2 separate regions of the Pan troglodytes genome follow, and region 1 is linked to region 2. Evidence: chromatin contacts called from public Hi-C data. All regions are on one chromosome and are shown on one strand. Each heading gives the region's core, a stretch centred on a gene start, on an enhancer-like site or on the middle of the called end of the contact. The rest is flanking DNA. Distances are from core to core; before and after follow the strand shown.

Evidence for each region. A called contact is a pair of places that touch in the nucleus more often than the background predicts.
Region 1: a Hi-C map of stem cell-derived neural progenitor cells shows a contact between it and region 2, with 2.1 times the contacts expected there. The contact joins the promoter of SYNJ2 here to the promoter of SNX9 in region 2. A contact is called at or near these places in 1 of 7 Hi-C or Micro-C datasets (stem cell-derived neural progenitor cells) and 1 of 1 datasets of contacts at active chromatin or transcription factors (stem cell-derived excitatory neurons).

Annotation. Positions count from the first base shown.
Region 1 is chr5:170,015,457-170,020,358 of NHGRI_mPanTro3-v2.0_pri, forward strand. It overlaps SYNJ2 (synaptojanin 2), which reads left to right and starts at 1,757. Exons shown (of 27, transcript XR_010157798.1): 1 at 1,757-1,980.
Region 2 is chr5:169,857,692-169,862,364 of NHGRI_mPanTro3-v2.0_pri, forward strand. SNX9 (sorting nexin 9) reads left to right here and starts at 1,739. Exons shown (of 18, transcript XM_001144722.7): 1 at 1,739-2,077. The coding sequence starts at 2,066.

The DNA of each region.
Region 1 (4,902 bases), core at 507-3,006, 160 kb after region 2:
GTTGATGGTGACTTGGATTCTATAAGCTGTGAGGCTCAAGTGCTGGTCCTGACTGCAGGAAAATTTCTAAAATAGGTATGGCATGCCACTGTGCAGGACTTTAGACTATATGATGCTAGTTAGGAAAGAGGAGAGAGAAATAAATGGAAGACTGGGTCCCCTCCCTAAGGCCTTACCACTCAATTTGCAAAACAGGGCTAAGAGAAAACATAAAAACACTTCTCAAGCAACATATGAGTAGGTGAGAACTGAAGTCTGTAAATCTGGGTGTTATATAAGCACTATTATCTGGGACCTCAGCATTCCAGGAAAGCTTCCTGGAAGAAGTGAGTTTCGGGTCAAAAAGTGGGCCAAAGGCTGATCTGCCTCACTGAATGGGCACACTGTTTTCATGAGGTAGTAATGTTTCCATCTACACAGAAAGAAGCTGCTCGGACAGCTGATGAGCATCATGCCTGGGATATTGAGCACATCATGCTTGACCTGGACAGAGTTTGTGGGCAAGGAAAGGGGCTGAGGGTCAAGATGATCTCTGCTGGGGTTGTTCAAATTTATTACCCAACCATCACCTGAGAGGTTGTCCCCTGAGGATGGCTTGTCTGGTCATTACTGAATGTCTGCAGGGGCATGGCAGTGTTCTGCTTGGCTCTGGGGGCTCTGCCCTTTCTAGGACAAGTCCCAGAGACAAACAGCTTGGCCCAGTACAGCAGAATGGGGTGAGAGAGGAACTGAGTTCGTTTGCGGGCAGGATGGAGACAGCTGATGGAGGCTTCTCGGGCCATCCTCACGTACCCATCACAAGCGAAGGGAATTAAGCCGCCAAACCACCCCAAAGAGTGACTCCAACTCAGCCCTCAACACCCATCCCCACCCCACCTCCCCTGCAGCTCTGACAGGCCAAGCCTCGGCGCTAGAACCTCGCGCCAGAAGGCCGAGCCACAGGTGACTGGGCCGCCAGGCCACACACTCCAGCGTACACGCGCGGACACGTGCCGGTGTCCAGAGCCGGTGGGAGAGGCGCTGTCACCATCTGACAGGAGAGGAAGGTGGCGCGCAGAGAAGTCAGGGTCACGTGGTAAGTGGGGGTCGTGGTCTGGGGATCACGGCTCCAGGTCTCTTCGCGACAACGCACCGTTGACCCCCAACACCTCTCCCTGGCGGGGTCGGTGACCGCAACAGCCTCCGGGATAGAATGCTAGTGAAAGGTAACCTTTCTCCAGCCCGCTCCACGCGCTCCGCACCCGCTAAGCGCCTCCACGAATTAACTCAGGCCTCCGCGCCGAAGTAGGCGCAGTTATGACCCCGCTTCCCCGCAGGGAGACCGAGGCACGCAGGGTCGAAAGGACTCGTCCAGGGTCGCAGGAGCCGACCACACAAGGGAGGCGCAGCGCCCCCGGCGGGAGCAGTCAGCGGGTCCAGCCTGGCGGACTCCCGGGCCAGGCTGCCCATATAAGGCTGCGGGCGGCCGGCATCGCGGCCAGGCTCCCGGGGGCGCCCCGCGCGGGGCATCCTCCTCCGCAGCGAGGAATGCGTGGCATCCGGGAGGCTCTTCCGCTCCACGCCCGCCCGCGGGGAGCCTCAGCCCCGGGGCGCGGCCTCGCGCAGCTGCCTGGCCGCTGGGGGGAGCGCGGGGCCGGGCGGGAGGCGGCGGCGCGCCCTCACCTGCCCCAGGCTGGGGAGACGCGAGTGGGGAGGAGGAGGAAGGGGAGGAGGCCGGGGAGGAGCCTGGCGCGGCGGGAGCGGCGGCGCAAAGTGAAACTCTGGGAAGTTGCGGGCGCGCGGGGAGCTGTCGCGGGCAGCGCGCCCTCGGGAGGACGTGGCCCCGGCCCCCGCCCGCAGTGGGCCCGACCCTCATGGCCCTGAGCAAAGGGCTGCGGCTGCTGGGGCGCCTGGGGGCCGAGGGGGACTGTAGCGTGCTGCTGGAGGCGCGCGGCCGCGGCGACTGCCTGCTGTTCGAGGCCGGCACGGTGGCCACGCTGGGTGAGTCCGGGCCGGGGGCAGCGACGCCCGGAGGAGAGGGCGCCCGCATTCGCCCAGCCTCGGGAAGACGGGTACCCCCCCTTCCCGAGGGGATCGGGCGGCTCTGGGACTGCCGGGGCGTGGGGGTCGCGCGCAGAGGGGTGGCTTTTTGAATGAAGTGGGGCTGGGGACTCGAGAGAGCACTCTGGCTGGGCCGGTGGCGCACGGAGGCCGGCCGCCCCTCCACGGGGATCTCCGGCCCGCGCGGCCGGAGGATATGGTTGCTGGATAGCCGGCTGGGGCGCTTTGCGTATTCATGAGGATCCCGGGGTGTTGACTTAGCCGGCCTGACCCTGTGCCTGGCGCCTTTTCTTTTGCACCTGTTGATGAAACCAGTGATTGCCCTTTGGTTTGTGTTGGCGTCTCCACTCCTGGAGGGGATGGGGACAAAAGCCCCAAAACATAGGCTCTGGAGAAACCGCTGATGGCAGCTTTGTCCCACGTAAATACTTGGTCGAGAAGCATCGGTGCTGCAATTTATAGAACTTGTAAACAAATATACCATGACCTTTATGCTGTCTTAGATCCTGCCAAGCCAGCGAATTTCACCTATGGACTTCAGAAGCCTTGAAACTGGCGTTGTGCTATGGGCTTTAGGACATGATCTCACTTAATTGTCACAGTTCTACTAAAAAGCTATTATTATCCCCATTTGGCAGATGAGCAAACTGAGGCCTAAAGAGGCTAAGTTGCTTGCCAAGGTGACACCATCCACCTGACTTTTATGTGGCTGTTTCTGTAATGTCATTCAATGCGTGGCTTCCTGGTATCGCTAACCTGGGTCCCTTGTTTTGTGCTAACCATTATAAGGAAAACCTGGGTAGCACCAAAGCACGTGAAACCAGGTCTGATTGTTAGACTTCTAAATGTGGACACCCGAGAGTAAGCTCCCACCACTAGGCGTCCAGCTGTAACAGCTTGCCGGTATTCCTAGCTAAACAAGGTGCAGCCCGGGGTCACTCGTACTTGAGGTGGTCGGCAAATGCAGCAGGCTGCTTTGTAGATGCCTCTAGCCTTCTTTTCACATTTGTATGCATCGACTCCCGTTTCGATGTATGTCTTGGAAGGACTATCTCTCCTATTTCTGATTCCCTAATCATTTCATTAACATGCATTTATCCAGCTTGTTCTCAGTCACTTGATTACTGAAACAATGTCTCCAGTAGTCTCAGCATCAAAAGTGGGCAGTGAATTGTAGATTAAGTTATTTTCAGATTTTTCCAATTTGTGCTGTCCTGAAGAGTCTAAGTTTGGTTATTTGGTGTGGCCTTGAAAGAAAACCACAGAAATTTCCATTCCATTTTAGATGTCTACTTCATACCACATTTATCGGAAGCGAAAGAGTAATTTCATGGTACAAAACTACTGTTTCATCAAATAGATTAAGATGTCCTTCAGTTGGATTACGGCAACATTAAGCCAAGTTCATGCACATTCAAGAATTCTTTGAAGCAGCTTAGAAAAAAGAGATTTTATTTTTTCAAAAGTGAAGATTTAAAAATGATTAATGACAGTAATGTAGTGCATATTTTCCATTAGGAGCTGAAGTTTGGGCTGAGATTTACATCACGGTGGTGATTACAGTATACCAGATTTTAGAACAGAGAATGTAAGAAAGGAATTGGCTCGTCTTCAACTCATGTGCAGTCCACATTTGTCATTTAACCTAGCATTCATTTTTCAGTAGAAAACCTTAAAAAAAAAATTTTTTTTTTTTGAAACAGAGGCGTCTTCTGTTGCCTAGGCTGGCATGCAGTGGCACAGTCACAGCCCACTGCAGCCTCAACTTCCCAGGCTCAAGTGATCCTCCTGCCTCAGCCTCCTGAGTAGCTGGGACTATAGGCACATGCCACCATGCCTGGCTAATTTTTTCTCTTTCTTTTCTTTAAATGGGGTCTTACTATGTTGCCCATGCTGTTCTCGAACTCCTGGGCTCAGGTGATCTTTCCGCCTTGGTCTCCCAAAGCGGGATTACAGGCATGAACTACTTACTGTGTCTGGCCTGAAAACTTAATTTTTTAAAGTCTGTTTTGTTTAAGTGAAATGAAACTATTTTTAAAAAGCAGCTGTAGCATTTGGTGGCTTTGCTGGTCCAGAGAATGTTTGTAGGAGACAGCCTTATGTTACTAGAAAGTTGTTTCAAACTTTCAACATATCCTAAATGTATCACTATTGGATAAAATGGCTCTGAACTTGAAATTCGCATCTGTGTTCCAAAGGGCTAGCTAGCTGTTTTACTTTCCTTTCTTGGAGAAAGTGATTATCTTTTTTCTTTTTTTTGAGATGGAGCTTCACTCTTGTTGCCCGGGCTGAGTGAAGTGGTGCGATCTCGGCTCACTGCAACACCGCCACCCCCGCCTGGGTTCAAGCGATTCTCCTGCCTCAGCCTCCCCAGTAGCTAGGATTACAGGCACAAGCCACCATGCCTGGCTAATTTTTGTATTTTTAGTAGAGACGGAGTTGTGCCATTTTGGCCAGGATGGTTTCTAACTCCTGACCTCAGGTGATCCACCTGCTTTGGCCTCCCAAAGTGCTAGGATTACAGGCGTGAGCCACCATGCCTGACCAGAGAAGGTGAATTTTTACAAGAAGGCTGCAATCTCTACTTTTGTATGGGACAGGACACTTGTGGCAGCTGGCGTAGCTGGTGGTCTAATCTTGACTTTTCACCCTTTCCTTGAAGTTCCAGGTCAGGGGTAGCTTCCTTTTCTCTTCAGCTGTGGTTTTCCTGTGATGGGTCCCTCCCAGTTAGTAATGAGAGGCTGAGAGACTGAAATTGTGGTAACTGCTTCGTGGGTAGTGGTCTTTCCCGGCCCCTGAGTCATTCTAACTTCCATCCTGCTCCGCTGCGGATGCACATAGCTGCTTTCCTAGGGGCGAGAG
Region 2 (4,673 bases), core at 489-2,988:
GCCTTCACATTTAAAAGAATATGGAAAACTCATTACTTATGACATTGCCTGAGTTCAAATCCTGGCTTTTCCACATACTAGTGTGTGCTCTTAGCCAAGTTATTTCTTCCATTGTTTATTAAAATATAACTGCTGTTTTTAAATGAAGTCATACATACACATGGTCAAAAACTCTGACAACAGGATCTGGCGAATCTTTCTCAGAAATTTTCTAGGAATGTGTAACATATTTCCTTTTTTTTTTTTTTTACATAAATGTACCATACATAATGTTCTTTTTATCTTTCTTAACACCTCTTAGAATATTATCATTTTCTTATGGGCTTCCTAGTATTTTGTTTGAATGGATGTATCTTATTTACTGAAACAGTCCTGTTAACAAACACATAGGTTGCTTTCTGGTTGGAGTTATTACAGAACAGTCTTTGATGAACATCTTTGAACACTTGTACAAGTGTTTGACAGGATAAATTCCTAGGAGGGCTGCTGGGTCCAAGGCTACGGTCATTTTCGATTTGAATAAGTATTACCAAATAGGCAAGTTATTTAAGTGAGCCCTGAGTCGCTCTTCTTTGTAAACAGTGGACAATAATGAGTTTCTCAAATGTTTCTTATAAGGATTAAATGAGATGGGGATGTAGAAGCCTAGTATACAGCAAGCAGGCCGTCAATGAATGTTGGCCTCCCAATATTTTTTTTACGGAGAAAGACAACTATTTATGCATATTATGATGACTATAGCTTAACCATGAGCTCAACAAACACAAAAATGCACAGAAAATTCTGCAGTACCGTATCTATTTTAAACCCCATTATTGAATGTAACTAGTGAAATCTCAGGTCAAATAGAATGTATTTAAGAAGGCACAAACTTGACATTAAACACCAGAGATTTACATTTGATAGTTCTCTTCTTACAAATATATCCCTCATAATAATAAAAAAGCACTCCACTAGTATGCCAATTAAGACACATCTTCCAGTCGTGTTTTGTCCTTGAGTGAAAAATCTTGCTGCTCAATTCAAGTCATTCGTTTATTCATAACACCCATATATATATCTCCAACTCTGGAAAGAAACACTGACAGAAAGATGGAAAATTTTAGAGACCTCGTTTCCACTTCAGAGAGCCTGTTGTCCCCCAAACCTCTCGGGCCCTCCGGTATTTTTAAGCTTATCAAGATTCCAGAATGAGGTTAACGGGGCGTCACAGAACGAAACCCCCCGCCGTCCCGTCCCAGGGGCTCCAAGCCAGGACCCCGGCCTGAGGGAGCCTCCGGGCAGGAGGAAGAGGCCCAGGAAGCCATCGCTCCGCTCCTTCCCAGCTGTTCATGGTGGTACTCAGGGTACTCGGCCAAGGGCACGGCGACCCCGCAACACCCCAGGCGTGGGGCAAAGACAGCGGGGTTGCGGGGCTCCTGTCTGCCCCGGGCGTCGAGAGTTCCTGCCGCCCCCTCCCGCCTCATGCACGGAAAGCGCCGAGCCACGGCGTGCGGCGCCGGCCGAGCGTGAACCGGAGTCGGGGTTCGGGTCCCCCGAGCGGCTCTGTGGGCCGCGGATCGCTTCCCTTGGGGCGGCCACGCAGGGTTGCGGGCCATGGCCTGGGGCGCCCGTCCGGACCCCGCCGCTGCGCGGGACGCCGCTCCCAGCCTCGACCAAGGGCGCCCGGGGGCGGCGGCGGCGGCGGTGACTGCCCGGGGCGGCGGCGCGGCGCGGCGCGGGGGCGGCCAGGAGGCGAGGAGGCCGGGCCGCGGCCGAGGGCCCAGGGCGCGCTTCCGCCGGGCGTCGCGCGCGCCGCGGTAAATGGGAGGCTCGGCCGACAGGGGCGGGGGCCGCGCAGCCGGGGACTTTCAGGAACTGCAGGAGCGGGCGGCGCGGGAGTAGCCGAGCGCCCAGCGGCTGGGCCTGAGCGTCGAGACTCGGGGCCGAGGCGGAGGAGCGGCCGCCGCGCCGGGGCCCAGCCGGAGCCGCCGCCCTCGCCCTTGCCTTTGCCTGCGCGGCTCAGAATCACCATCCGCGGCGCGGGAGACGAGCCGGCCGTCCCGGGCCGGGGGACCCGCCCGCCATGGCCACCAAGGTGAGGGGCGCGCGGCGCAGGCCGGGCCGGTCGCTCAGGCCCGCGGCGGCGCGGAGAGGGTCGGGGCCGGGGCCGCGGGGAGGGTCGGGGCCAGGGGTGGTCGAGGGGCCACTCCGCTTCCTCGGTGGAGTCCCCGGGCGGGTCCGCGGCCCAGCCAGTTCCTTCTGGGCATGGGTGCGGCGGGCAGTGCAGACAGACCGCCAGGATCGCACCGGGGGAGGGCGTCGGGTCTGGGCGCGGGTTGGGACCCCGGGCGCAGCGAGGTTTGGGAAGTTTGCACCTGAGCGTGGGCTGCGGCGGGCTCGCCGGGAGGGGCCGCGGGACGGAAACTTCCCGCAGCCCGGGGAGGCCCCCGAGGCGACTGGCGCTCTGTGGCGTCCGGCGTCCCCGCCGCCCCCACGTCCCCTCCCGCTGCCGCCTGGGGGACCCTCGCCCCCGCGGGGCGGGTGGGAGTCGAGACCTCGGCGGAGAGGACGCGGCGCTTCCCGTCCCGGCCTGCGGGGGCTCGCGGCCGGGGAGGGACCGAGGCTGGGACGCCCCGCGCCCCTTTGCCTTCGCTGCTGTTATTTTTTTCTTTTGTTTTGCTACCTTTTCATTGTGAATGGCATTGCCGGCATGAATAAAATATCAAGAGGGAAATGACTGTGCTTTCGATTACGTGTTTGCCTGAAAAAAGGCCCAGGCCCGAATTACGTGGTGGAACTTTGACTCCTGCTTGGTCATTGGCTAGGAGCGGTGGTTTGCTTGTTTTACGTTATTGTTTATGAAATTAGCAGTCACTCTTGGCTACCTGAATTTTCAAAAGCCACCCTCCCCCGCTCCTTTTCCTTGGGCGTTTTCAGTAGTTACTTGATGTAGAATAGTCACTGGGGAAGTCACGGTCACGGAAGGGAGGACTGGGGGAGGAGGCTGTATACCTGAGCCATTAACTGATCTGTGATACGCTGTGAGGAGTGGGTTTACTTTTGCACTTAGCTTTTGTAATGTCACTTTGTTAGCATCAGCACCCCTTTGTCTATTTGTTTTTGAGATCTCTGAGCTACTTTTGGGTTGCTAGAAACGTTATTTTTTATTTTTCGATAGGTGTTTGCTTTTTTTGTGGAGTGTTAAGGTAGAAAATGGTAAGAAATGTGAAATCTCTTTGAAAGATCAGCATTGCTTGACTTCGGTCTGCTAGATGTTGTGCTGTGGTAAATTTTGTGCTCTGAATCCATCTAGGTGCAGCGTTTGTAGAGAAATGGGGATTCTCCTCCAGGGAACCTGTTGCTGCTGTTACTGAAATAATTACCTTCTTGTTACTATATTATTGCCTGTGCTGTGCTTTGGTTTTATTAATGCGATAGAACTTGCCACCTTTTTAACGTATTAATTTTGTGTTGACCTTTTTAAAAATAAAACTTAGGCCAAGGATTTCTAAGGAAATTTGATTTTGAGGTTTGTTGCCAGACATTCCGGAAATTACCAGTTACACATCCTAGTACATGCTCATCTTGCAACCTTAAAAGCGGTTTATAGGCCGGGCGCGGTGGCTCACTCCCACCTGTAATTCCAGCACTTTGGGAGGCCGCGGTGGGTGGTTCACCTGAGGTCGGGAGCTCGAGACAAGCCTGGCCAATATGGTGAAACCCTGTCTCTACTAAAAATACAGAAATTAGCTGGGCGTGGTGGCGCGCGCCTGTAGCCCCAGCTGCTCTGGAGGCTGAGGCAGGAGAATCGCTTGAACCCGGGAGGCGGAGGTTGCAGTGATCCGAGATCGCGCCACTGCACTCCAGCCTGGGCGACAGAGCGAGACTCCGTTTGAAAAAAGAAAAGACGAGACTCCGTTTGAAAAAAGAGAAGACGGTTTATGACATAGAGATCTGTCTAGTGGTGGTCAGTGTGTTTTTACACTCTGGTCTACTGAGGCATGTTATCTGTACTGTCCTTTAAATGGAATGCAGTTTAGCAACTAGTGCAGGTATATGTAGTGAAATTTTTATTTCATAGTTAATCCTGAACTTAATTTTTTTCCAAAAAATCGAAAAGTGGTTCTTGTATATTAATCTTGAATTGCATGTGTCTTTGATTAAACACGAGCCTTAAAGCATGCGTAAGGACTTCCTACTTCGTTATCTACACCACTCCAAAGGCAAATTCCAGTAGTTCTGTTAGTTTCTTTCGGCTGCCTAATCACTGTTCCACATGGTGCTCATTTCCATGTTTACATTGTGACAAACCATTTCCATTTTAAGAAAAAGAAGAGCAACGAAGCAGTTATTAAAAGAAGACCCTTCCTTTGTTTTCTGACATGCTGGTGATTCTTGTGTCAAACCAAAGTCTCATTTTTTAATTGTTCCCAGAGAGTCAAGTTGGTGCTTTCCTCCCTTCCCCCATATACACACCCCTTCCCCACACCTGAGTAGTTGTGTTTTTTCTTTGTCTTCTTCAAGGGGTGGGGAGAATGTGCTTAGTAGTAATGACTAACTTTTAATTAAAATGTAGGCTCCAGTGGCACTCAGGCTGTTGCTGTAAGTATTAACTGATGAAAAGTAAATTCAGTATCTGGATATTTTAAGGGATGTCGATTTCCCTTTGAATTTATCAGAGACTTGGCTAT